Regions from separate parts of the Arachis hypogaea genome. Here regions 1 and 3 are each linked to region 2. Evidence: chromatin contacts called from public Hi-C data. All regions are on one chromosome and are shown on one strand. Each heading gives the region's core, a stretch centred on a gene start, on an enhancer-like site or on the middle of the called end of the contact. The rest is flanking DNA. Distances are from core to core; before and after follow the strand shown. Region 1 holds the start of LOC112796536. Region 2 holds the start of LOC112796534 (glycerol-3-phosphate acyltransferase 9). Region 3 holds the start of LOC112796530 (potassium transporter 11).

Region 1 (4,088 bases), core at 1,340-3,839, 150 kb before region 2:
ATTTGATAAAAAAATTTTAAAAATATTCTTAAGTTTTATTTTGTTTTAATTCTGTCTTAAAAATTTTCGATTTGTATTAAATATATTTCTGACGGCTAATTTTTTAAAAAATTTAAGATCAATTTAACAACAATTTCATAAAAACAACTTTCAATACAAGCAAATCAAGTATAATTTTCATACATTATTGTTAGATTTTGGTCTTAAATTTTTAAAAACTTAGCCGTCGAAAATATATATAATTGATGCAAATCGAAAGCTTTGGGAACAAAATTGAAACAGAATAAAACTTAAAAGTATTTTTAAAATTTGTGCCAAACTTTAGAGACAAAAAATATACTTTATCCCATTTTTAATTTGAGTAAAATATAATAGAGTGGTTATTTTCACTTACACCACCTTATACTCTCTTTTTTTGAACCCATAAAATATTTATTCTACATAGGATATTTTTTTGTTTTCTACAATATTTTCCAATTCGATTTGCTAAATACTAATTTTTCGTAAATTAGAACTTCATTTAAGGATTTGCTATTAGCCAATGAATTATTGCATGCACAAGACAAATTTTAAATTTCTACACTTACATAAACGGATTAGTGAGCTAACCATTAAACTATTCCAACTTAATTCATTCTAAATAGTACATACCCTGTCTTTTGTGGTTAGCCTGCCAATCAGCACAAGTTATACAAATAATTTAACTTTGGTTAGAACAAAACCTTTCCATGTTTTTGAAGTATGGCCGTAACTTTTTTTTTTTTTTTGGGATACTTAAAGCCTCACAAAATTACAAAGAGGAGGTGAGTATCACACCACCATACAATATCAAAACAACACAATCAGCAAGACCAAAATTGTCCTCAGAGTTAAAAATAAAACAACAAACCACAACAAATACAGCAGATAAATATCCAAGGACACATACAAAATTAATCAACAATGAGTAAAATACTCAGATTGGTTTGTAGTTATATTCATGGCTTAATTTGATATTTATGATTCATATTAGTTCATAATATAATTTAATATTCATGATTCATATTAGTCTTTAATATAATTTCGATTTCGTCACAAAATTATCAACGAAATAATAAAATGGACTGACATTTGTTACACTAGACTTTTTAACAATTATTTGATAGAATAACGAAAAAGTTCTTTAAACTTAATTTTATCTTTACAAAGTTTTTAAAATTCTTATCCTAATTTCACTTTTAAAGATTTTAAATGCTTCTTAGAAAATTTTTTAGTTACTGTTCATATTTTTTGAAATTATTTTATTAAGAACATAAATTTTTAGACACTATTTTAATAATTTACTCTTTTTTCAACACTACTTCTAATTTTCTGTTCATCACTACCACCACCATAATCTCATATCTCATTGGCCGACATCTTAAGCAACAGTCTCGAGGACTACCCCTGGCTAAAACCTAACAATAGAAGAAATGCTAAAACTGTACTATTTAAAAATCCAAAAGTATGTAAGAGGTTAATTCATGTTATCTAACTAAATATAAATTTATCCTACGTTTTTAAACGTGTTTTTCTTCTTCAAAAATATTAAAAAGAAGGGTATATATAAAATACCTTTTAAATATTTTAGTATTCATATTATTTAAATATCATGAGATCCGTGTCGACTATAAGAACTAAAGTATCTCCATCATTTCTATAGTTAAAGAAGAAAGACTAATTCTCATGTTGATAAGAATCTTTTAACTAAAGTTAGTACTTATAAGTGGTAGGAGAGCGAGGAACTTAGTGGTTGACTCTATAATAATTTGAGTTGACGACTAATAACAACAATAATGTATCTTCACGCTGTCGGATTTATTATCAATTCACTTGGTGGACGACTCTTGTATATGTTAGCTTAGTATAGAGCAGCTAGGGGTTTGCAGTAGTACGGTTTAATTCGTTATTTAAAAAAAAATCATTCGATTCGAATCGTTTATTAAAATTACGGTTTGGTTTCGTTTAATTTTTTTATTAAGATTATTTGAACTAAATCAAACTGATTAAAATTGGTTTGATTTGACTCAATTTATTCGATTTTATTGGGTTTGTTCGATTTTTTTAATTAATTCAAACAAAAATCTACTATATTATTTCATAAAATTATAGCATTAAATCATACTAACACAATAAATTAATAATTAATAAAAATCTTGACATAATGAGATTCAACACCAAAAAAATTACAATAATAATTAAAATCATTAAAAATTCAATTAGTTAATACAACAAAAAAAAAATAAAAATAAATTTTCAATAAAAAACAACTACATTTTAGTATTCTCTACAGCAAAACAACTAAACATCTTTAAATAAACTAACCTAAAATTAAAAAGCAAAAACATAATAATAATAATATAGCACAAATAAAAAAATATGAGCACATAGCTCATCATAACAAAAGGACTAGGGGAGTTAAGGTTATGGGATTGGTTTAATTTAGGGTTTTTAAAAAAAATCGGTTCGATTTGATTAAATTTTTTTTATTAAAATAAAAACCAAATTGAACTGCAAAAATAATTACAAAATATCATTTTTTTGGTTTTTTCAATTTTCTATTTATTCGGTTATCAACTTTTTTGGTTCGATTAGTTAGTTTTATTCGAATTGGATTAATTTTGAGCACCCCTAAACGCAACGATCATTATTTATTTATTTAGATTGTGGTGAGTTATTATTCCATTCTCAACTCAAACCCGCGGCTGCACAAGTAAAGAATCCAACTACTTTTTCCTTCTCCTTCTTCTTCTTCGCTTATTCTTCCTCTCCCTCTTCAGCTTTGAAGAGTCCACCTGCTCTATACCTCAGCTCCTTCAAGAATTTAACTACTGTTCACATTTTGGGTACGTTTTCTCAACGATTTACATCTACACATTATTTCCGGCTACTTAATTAGACACTTTAATATTAGAGTATTGGTGTTGTTCGACGTCTTTGTTTCTGTGCAGATTGACAACTTCATAGGAGGAATCCTGCCATTCAAACTAAACTTTACTTTCAGTTTCGTTTTTTCTATTTTTATGGCAAAAGATAACCACCATGGAATTGGAATCCATCTGCTAGTGTGGGTTCCACCATACTAGCAACCACGTTTTCCTTTTTTTTTTTTTGGTCAGGGGTAGCAACCACGTTTAAAAATTCGTATAGTAGTATTTTTTTTTATTGAAACGGGGCATTAACTGAAATGCCTAAGGTAATTTGGATCTTCAAACTCTTCTTTTATAGTAGTCAAATTTAGTTAGTACAGTAGTTAATTAGTTCACTAGTTTGTGTTAGGATTTGAATTTCAGATTCACAATGAATTAATCATTAACCTGTCGTTTTAAAAATTTCAATAGGAAAAAAAGAAAAAAAACTCTTCTTTGCCAGCAATATGTTCCTTTATTACCTTCTCTATACAGTGGGATTTGATAATACTAAACTCGCGATCAACTTATGAATTAGAACTATTAATCATTTCTTTTTCAGCTTATTGCAAGTACATCCTTTTGATTTTGGGATTTTGGGGTTGTCACTTAATTACTGCTTTTTTTTTTCCTTCTTTGTTATGTTTGGTGTTATTTGACGCTAAATTAATTGTTTCAAAATGATGTTTACGAAATTATTGACGATAAATATAGAAATTTTATAACTATAAACACATAAAATTTTTGAATAAATTATTTGATAATTTAGTTGCATTTGATTACTAAAATCACTTGAACATATAGTATTATCCTTATGGCTCTTTGTTAGCTCGCCAAATCAATTCCTTTTATACTAAAAAACTCTCAATTTCAGCTTTTGACAAAAATTCACCCTCATTCATAGCGAGTAAGTTAGATTCGAAAGAGAAGAACAAAAAGTTGAAGAGAAACAAAGAAGAAATAAATTCAAATAGTAGTCATTGCTATGATAATGATGATGAATATTCTATTCTCATTTATTAAAGAACGCATGCATGCATATATATAACTTTTGGATAATCTAAATGTGAAATTTTGAATGTCCTAAAGTAGAGATTATATAGATGTTTTTTCTGGAGTCCAGATCCAACATTAAAAAAGATAACAAATGAACATATATGA
Region 2 (4,347 bases), core at 162-2,661:
AATAATGAATACTAAAAATTTTATTAAAAAATACAACAATATGTATAAAAGAATACTTAAAAAAACAACAATATCTATACCATGAACAAGAAAAAAAAATTGGTAAAAAATAAAACTTAAGAGAAAATACTAAAAATAACGGTATAAAAAATTATTTATAAAGCATAATCATAAAAAAACAAATGCAAAAATTCTTATAATTGTTCATAATATCTGTTATTACAAATTAAATTGAATGGTAAAATTAACAATAAATAAATAAATAAAATTTTTTAATTATTTTCCAATCTAATAATCTAAGGCAAAAGCTACAATTGATAATTGATTCCTTGTGATAAACAGAAGTTAAAACATATAATCAAGTTTGCTTTTAAAAAGAAGAGAAATAGCCATACAAAAAAGATTGATAGTGCACTGTGTTTTTTAAAAGCAAAACTATGCGCTTTTGAAGGGCACGGATTCAGTACGCCAACGTCTTTTGGGCACTGAAACGCCAAAAGTTTGTTTGGCTTATTGGTGCGCATTTTTATTGAGGAGTCATTAGATCTTTTATGTTTTTTTAGTCCAACGGTCAAGATCATTCTAAATGTAATTTAATGTGATTGGCTAGTTAGTATTTTTTTTGTAGCTTTTATGTCAGTGGAGTTACTTTGAAAATATTATTTTCTTCATAGTTATTGTTGTTATATCAAAAATATAATGGGTTAATATTCAAAGATTAATAATATATAAATTTAAATTAATTAGAGTTAAGTATTCCCTGTTATGTTAAATGTCACCTTCACCTCCCTCTTCACCCTCAACTCCTCCCTCTTTTTCCTAATCTCCGCCACAACCTCGCGCACCCCAGCATCAACCATCTGGTCGGAGACGAGCTTGAAAGAAACACAATCTAGATCTGCGCTGCGGCCGCCATCATAGTGCCCCCATCGTCAACTACTAGGCAACATTTTCATTTGCCCAGATCTGCACTGTCCCGTGCGGCGCCTTTTCTATCTTACTCTCACTAACTATATATAAAATATTCATTAAATACCTCCATGTGAAAGTAACACAACCACTTCGAATGACAAACTATTTTCTGGCACTGACTCATCCAACAATGGCGGCACAGCCGTGGAAGAGTGTCAGGGCATGATTCAAGAGAGCTTCAAAGGTTTAAGACTTCAGTTTCTTTTCATTTAGCATCCTAAATCTTATTTTTAGATTGGGAGAAATAAAAATGGAGATTAAAAGAAAATGGAGATGAGAAGCATAAGGTTCATCTATAAGAACTCTATTATCTAATGAGTAAACTGTAAAACTAAAACTAAAGGTGTAAGTTAATAAATTATAATATGACCCCTCTTTTTTAATATGCTTACCAAATAAACCCCAATAAAAAGTAAAATTTTTATTTGTAGATGCCTTGGCGCACCAATAAGCCAAACAAATTTTTGGCGTTTTGGTGCTCAAAGGAAACCGGCATACCGAATCCTTGCCCGCTTTTGAAATGCAAAACTATACACACCCTTAATCCCATATTCAAAGGACCTCAGGGATTCTTTTGTAATTTTACCTTAATACAGATTCAAGACAAGAAAGTGCTGCAACACCACCATCTACTGTTCTACACGCCACCAGTTCTAGATTCTCATCACTGCCGTGGCACTCAACAGTCACCTCAACTTTTCCTTTCACTAACCTATTCCTATCTACAATCCTCTATCTTCTTCTCAAGTTTCAACTTACTCTTTTCAAGGTTAGCTTATTCCTCAATCTCAATTTCAATCGCAATCTGGTTCTTGTACTTTTTTTTTTGCTCCGCTGCTCAATCATTGTTATAGTTGTTGTCAATTTGATACATGCAAAGCTAACTGATTTTTATCAAATGATTGCGTTCTTTACAAGATCTGAAATTAACGATTCGTGAATCGTGATGCTTTTTTGGAATCTGATGTTTCTCTTCTCATTTCTGTGTATGATTCCACCTGTTTGATCAAATGCCTGACTGATTCTTTTTTTTTTTCTGGATTTGTTTCTCTTTTTATAAGTAACTAAGTAAATTGATTGTTGGAACTCTTATTATGAAGGGGGATTCTGTGACACCGTTGAAGCTCTTTGGGAGAGTAGAGATTCATTCAAGCATTCATTAAGAATTAATTTCTTACAAATATAGAATTGAATTCAATTTATGATTCTTCTCTGGAACAAATAATGTTATGGATTTTAATCCGAGTGAGAATTAAATTATCATGGATTTATTCATAAAAGTTGATATACCAATAAATAATATCCTTATCAGTTACCACAAAATTAATTGTACCAAACAATATCCCTACTTTATCTTGATTCTCAACCCTTTCTCTCTCATTTGTTCCAAATATTTAACAGAAGACGTTGATCCTCCCTATTTTGAGTTTTGTACTTTCTTTTCTGCTGTTGATTATTCTACTGCTTTCTTGTGTTATATGTACTGCTTTTCCTCTATTTTGTGTTGGTGTATGTCTTGTGAGAAATGAATGACTCTAGAGTGTGTTATTCATGTTTCATACTCTTACACCTTAGGAATTGTGTGTTCAGTTGTACGGTTGTGAATATGACAGATTGATCGAGACCTATTTCTTGATTCAGGCTGGAATTACTGTGTCAGTATTTGAACTAAGCTTTATTCTTTTGCTATATACCTTCTTCATCTATGGGTAATTCCTTATGATGTCTCACTCCTTGTATGTTTGAGAATTGAGATGGCTTGTACTCAAGCCTAATAACCAAGTAACCATTAACTTGTGCATGTGAACATACTATACTATATACTTTTACTGTTAATGAAAAGCATCCTGATTTAGTGATGTAAGTGTCTTTTGATTATATTATTTTATTTGATAAATAGTTGAGTGTGTAATTAAATATAAAGTTCTGTTAATAAAGGATAAAATATCAAATTAAAATATTTGATTCATTGAGTAGTCATGCCAAATCATGGAATTGAATTCAATTCTCTCCGGAATTGACTTTCCAAACGGATGCTAACCTGTTTCAATGTGTATTTTGGAGTTGGTTGAACCATAGATTGGTGATGCCAAGGGATTTATGTATTTTTCTACTTTTTTTCTCCTGCAATTTGATATTGGATAGAATTACCTATTTGGCTTTTCTGGTGTTATGTTCATGGGTGAGCTTCTTCAAGCTTGTTACTATCTTGAATTTGAAAATGGAAGCCTTACTGCATGCTTTCTCTTTTCTCTCTGCATGTGAAATTGCTGGTTACTTCCATTTAGAATTTATACCTGACTAAAATTTCTATCACTTCTTTAAGAATCTGATTGAGACAACTAACTTTTAGTAACTAAAGTGGCAATTGTGTTGATTTCAGGAACCAAAGTATATAAGTATTTAACCACAGTTGACCTCTTTCACGTTGAGAATTCACCAGCAGAAAGAAGAACTTAGAGCTGATGACTACCACTGGGACACTCAAGTCTTCTAGTTCTGAATTGGATCTTGATCGACCCAACATAGAAGATTACCTGCCAACAGGATCCTCCATTCAACAAGAACCTCATGGAAAGCTTCGCCTGTATGCTTTGTTGTTTTAATTTCTTGCTCACGCTATATTTTTAGTACACTAAAAAAAATTGGGATGAAGAGTGCAGCTTTTTGTTCATTTGATCTTTTTGGGGAACACAGATTTTGATGCATGCCATTTTACATTTTAATGTTACTAATCTTGTTCTCTTCTGGAAAACCTTCTCAGGCATGATTTGCTCGATATTTCTCCTACTTTATCTGAGGCAGCTGGTGCTATTGTAGATGTAAGCTTTTATCCTTATATTTAATTCTGTTTTCTTTCTTTTTGTATTGATTGAAAAATTATTTTCCGCAGAACCAATCATTACATTAATATGGTCAGGACTTAATATCAAATATACTACCCTGCTGGCACAAAGTTCATTTACTCTCTCATGAGATTTTTTTCATGTTTGGTTCTCATGTTTGTTTACAGTTTAGCTGTGAATTTGCAAAGTGATATTTTAAATGTTAAATCTCATGATTTTTTAATTTTATTTTTTGTTGTTCTTATAATAGGACTCATTCACAAGATGTTTCAAGTCAAATCCTCCTGAACCATGGAACTGGAATGTTTATTTATTCCCTTTGTGGTGTTGTGGAGTTGTATTTCGATATTTGATTCTGTTTCCGGCAAGGTTGGTCAGATTCACTTAAATTATGTTATGCTTTATATAGTAACTTTGAAACCTCACTATTATATAGACTGCCTGACTAAATTTTGGATGCTAACTTCTTTTCCCTTTCAGTGTGGAGTAGGCACTGAATTGACTGTCCATTAAGAAAATATAAATATAA
Region 3 (4,261 bases), core at 1,543-4,042, 190 kb after region 2:
CTGGTTGGGAATGATTTTAAGGTTTGCGTGTCGGCAAAGCAAGGAGTAGAGAGCGAATGTTCCACCTGGTCCACAGATATAAAGCTCAATAAGAATTAGTTGCAGCTCAACAATGCTAAGCTATCATGAAATGTCTTAAAAATGGATATAGCAGTATATTTTACTTGTCAAAGAACCAACTTAGCTTTTAATTAAAAAGGTTAACTTCAAAATAAAATGTCATATATTCAGAAGGTGAAATGTGTGGTATTAAGACATATTGGTGTCCGCCAGGCACTATCATACTAGATGAAGTTCCTTAGAGTTTAATTTCTGTACACTATCTTTGTAATGAAGTTTTATATTGACAACCAATCATGTGATGCCACAAAAACAAAAGTAGTTTTCTTTTTAAATAATAAGTGTGAAAAAAAACCACTTCCGATTGTTTGGCAGTACATGAATAGATGTCACTATAAAACCAGGACAACAATCTATACCTTGGCCATTGTCATTTGCTCTCAATACAATAAAAACATATTTGAGGAGTGGCACTAGTGTGAGAGAGTATATAATCAAAGAAAGAGCTCCGATAACATCCTCTCGATCTTTAGCTCCATGAGGAAATGTATTGTAGAAAACATACAAAGGGGAAGTTCCCAAATCTCCATAAACCACACCAAGACTCTGATATGCAAGCCGAAGAAGCAACAGCGCAGAAAATTTCTGTACAAATGAAAACAGCATAACAAGGAACTTAATACCAAATAGTAGTAGGTGGATCTGGAATGAAGATTTCCAGATTGAACTTCTACCCAAAACATCATGTAGAAACCTGAATTTCTTCTTCTACTACTTAGAATTTAGATTTGTGCTTGAGTTTCTTTTAAGTATATGATTTCAAAATGAGAAAAATGCTCTGGAATTAAATTCCACCTTCATGATTGTTTTTCTTTTCTTGAAAGAATAATTCTCACAGGTACCCTCCAATGAGGGAAATCTTGTTTGATGATTGATCAGATACAATCACACAACATGTAGGCACCTCTCCTAATTAAGAATCAAATCGCAGTTTGCCACATTGTACAAGGGACTAGCCCCTTTCACTAGGCTTAAACCCAGTTGAACCACATCCATAATTCTAATAAAATATTTACATGTTTTACTAGAATTTTCGACACAACACTTTTCAAAGTATGCACAAGCATATCTACTATACTACCAAGTTAAAACAGCATATCACTAAAACGTAGTAAGAATAGCATTTTTTCCCAATTGTATCCTTTTTCCTATAATACGAAAAATACAATTGGAAAAAACAAAAGTATAAATAAGGCACTTATTCAATTGTATACCATTAATTTCTCAATTCCATAAATTAATTAAGAAAGTTAATTAAAGGCTAATTACTAATTAGGAAAGACTGGATACTTTTTCAGTTTTCCTAGAAAACAAATAGAATTCCAATTCAGTAAATTAGAAAGAGAAAGAAGAACATGAAAAATTAGTTTGCATATCTTACTTTTTCTCTGTACATATTTTTTAGCCTTGCAGCTTCTTCATCCATTGGCTGATCCAGCTTTTGCTCCAAAGCCCACATGCTTCCTTTGTTATTATCAGCATCATCATCACTACCTAATCTTGAAGCCATTTTCTTTTTCCTTTATCAAAACTTCAATAACAAGACCTATGCCTTTGAGAACAGAAAAGTGCTTGGTAAGTTTATGCATATTCCAAACACAGGATCCAAAAACCAAACTCATAAAATCCAAAAAGACAAAGCAAAATTGAATTATTCAGGAGTTCACTTTGTGATTCCATGTCAACAAGTAACAAAGAAAGTCAAAAATTGACAGCCTCGGGTTATAGGAATGGGGTAAACGCCATAATAGATTGGTACCACCTCAACTTTTTTACGATAAATCAAACGTCAGCTCAGCTTTTTCACAGTAAATCAAACGTCAGCACAATCCAAAAATACTAAACCTCAAACTTTGCACAAAAGTAGCTGTTTTGGAATTTAGGATTGCATATTTTGTTCTATCCGCAAAATTTATATTTAAAAAAAAAAAGACAAAGAAGAAGTTTGAAGCTTTGTGATTGATATATCATTTTCTGAATAAAATAAATTAAGAAAAATCAAGACATGGACAGAGATTAAAATTCTAGCTCAAGTTCAGACAGCTATAGAAAAATTCTCAACAGCAAGAAGAAGAAATAACTCAGAAATGCAAATCATTCAAAAAAAAAAATAATTCCGCACCTGAAAAACCAACTCCCTCTCTCACACACCTCACCTGGTACCTTTCGACTTAAAGTATTGAAGCAAAGAAACGAAACGAAAAACAAGAAGAAAAGGGGAAGGTTTTTACGAAGTAGGAAACAATGATGAAGCGCGACGGCGGCGAAGGTCGGTTTATGAGAGAGAGAGAGAGAGAGAGAAAGAGAGAACCAATAGGGGAACGTAAGATATCAACACATGATAGGAGTCAGAAGAAGAAGAGAAGTACCTTGTTCATCTCTCTCTCGGCGCATATTCTGTCCGCTTCTGCTGAAAACATCACACACTCTCTTCTGACCAATATACACACTCATCAATTTTAGTTGGTTTAGGAATTAACTTTTTTAGTCTATTTAAATAGATAATAAAATTTGAATTTCATCCTGTGTATATAAAATGTTATTCGTTAGTAATAAATTCTTGAATAAAATTCATAATAAGCGGTGCTGAAAATACTCTCAGTAAAAAAAAAAAATATACACTCGCTCTTACGTCAGTTACGTGAGATCCACTTTCAAAATTACTCTCTCTCTCTTTGTCTTTTCATATTATAGTTGGCACTTGGCGCGGTAAACTCAGATCATTTCCGTCAATTTTTGTCATCTTTGATTTTATTCATTTATTTTTAATTAAATACGTGTAAACTTATTAACAAAAAGAGAATTATTTAGTCACCAAAAAAAAAAGAGAATTATTTAAAATAATAAAATTTTATAATTTAATTAAGATATTTTGGATTTAATCTTAAAAAATTAAAAGAAAATATATTATATAATATAAAAGATATTTACTAAAAAGTTATATTTCCAATCATTTTTTATATTCCATATATTATATAATATAAATGCATAGATGTAGGATATTTTATAAAAGAAAATTATGCACCACCACTTCTCATATTTTCATTATATATAATATAAATATAGATAAAGAATTTAATTTTAATATCGTGATAAAAAAAATGAAAGAACGAAAAAAAATAATACAAACTTAATGATATTCTAAAAATAGTATAAATATGATAACCACAGTTACCTTTTTTTGACATGATACCAATGATTAGTTTTGAACTTCCATATCTACTTTGTAGATATTCCTTTATAAATTAAATATTTGTGGCCGTTTATTATTTAACTTTTTTATAATTTATGAATATTTTAAATATAATAGTTATTATAAATGTTTTTAAATAATATCTGTTTCATTTTCCTTATTAAAGTTTTAAAATCTTTGTCATTTATAATAAATAAATAATATTAAGCTACCTAAAATTTATCTAAAAAAAATGTAGGTTGGAAATGGGAAACAAATATAATAATAGTTGTATTATTAAAACTTCTATATTTAATTATTTATATCAGATTAATTTTTTATTATTATCAAAATATAGTTTTTTATTTTTCTTAGTCGGTTTAAGAAATAAATATTACGAAACGGATATAGTATTAAATAAGTTAGGTACGAGAACTACCTGGTGTAGTTCTTTAGCGGATTCGTTTTTCAGAATTATGTTGTTGTTTTTATTCAATTATTAATAATATTTTTTGCGGTTTATACACTCGACACGAAAGGGACCGTAATGGGATAAGTTCGGTTCTTGTCTATTTGTTTATCTATTTTATTTTTATATTCCTTATGCTTTGTGAAATAAGCAGAAGCAGGAGCACAACTCTAGTAGTGTTTCCATCACAGTCAAACCCTTAAATGTCAATGCTGAAGTATCGCAATTTACTACTACTATTATCAAAAATTGTACTACCACCAGTACTACCACTAATCATGCATGTTGTTGCTAATAATTAATTAATTACTTTTTAATAAATATTTGGGTGACTCATACTATTAATGTATATTGCAATTCATCGCCAAAAAAAGGGAAAGTTAATTATCTATATGATTTTTGTTACTTTTTCTATAAATAATCTTATTAGTTAAAAAAATATTAATTATCATATCTTTTCTCTTATTATTTAGATATTTTAATAAAATATATTAAAAATA

The links. A called contact is a pair of places that touch in the nucleus more often than the background predicts.
Region 1: a Hi-C map of leaf shows a contact between it and region 2, with 2.2 times the contacts expected there. The contact joins the promoter of LOC112796536 here to the promoter of LOC112796534 in region 2. A contact is called at or near these places in 2 of 8 Hi-C or Micro-C datasets (both in leaf).
Region 3: a Hi-C map of leaf shows a contact between it and region 2, with 4 times the contacts expected there. The contact joins the promoter of LOC112796530 here to the promoter of LOC112796534 in region 2. A contact is called at or near these places in 5 of 8 Hi-C or Micro-C datasets (leaf and an unstated tissue).

What each region holds. Positions count from the first base shown.
Region 1 is chr4:23,695,214-23,699,301 of arahy.Tifrunner.gnm2.J5K5, reverse strand. LOC112796536 reads left to right here and starts at 2,589. Exons shown (of 7, transcript XM_025839024.3): 1 at 2,589-2,864.
Region 2 is chr4:23,540,467-23,544,813 of arahy.Tifrunner.gnm2.J5K5, reverse strand. It overlaps LOC112796534 (glycerol-3-phosphate acyltransferase 9), which reads left to right and starts at 1,411. Exons shown (of 13, transcript XM_025839019.3): 1 at 1,411-1,741; 2 at 3,356-3,559; 3 at 3,737-3,794; 4 at 4,069-4,187. The coding sequence starts at 3,438.
Region 3 is chr4:23,349,499-23,353,759 of arahy.Tifrunner.gnm2.J5K5, reverse strand. It overlaps LOC112796530 (potassium transporter 11), which reads right to left and starts at 2,792. Exons shown (of 9, transcript XM_025839015.3): 1 at 2,490-2,792; 2 at 1,502-1,672; 3 at 480-705; 4 at 1-65. The coding sequence starts at 1,630.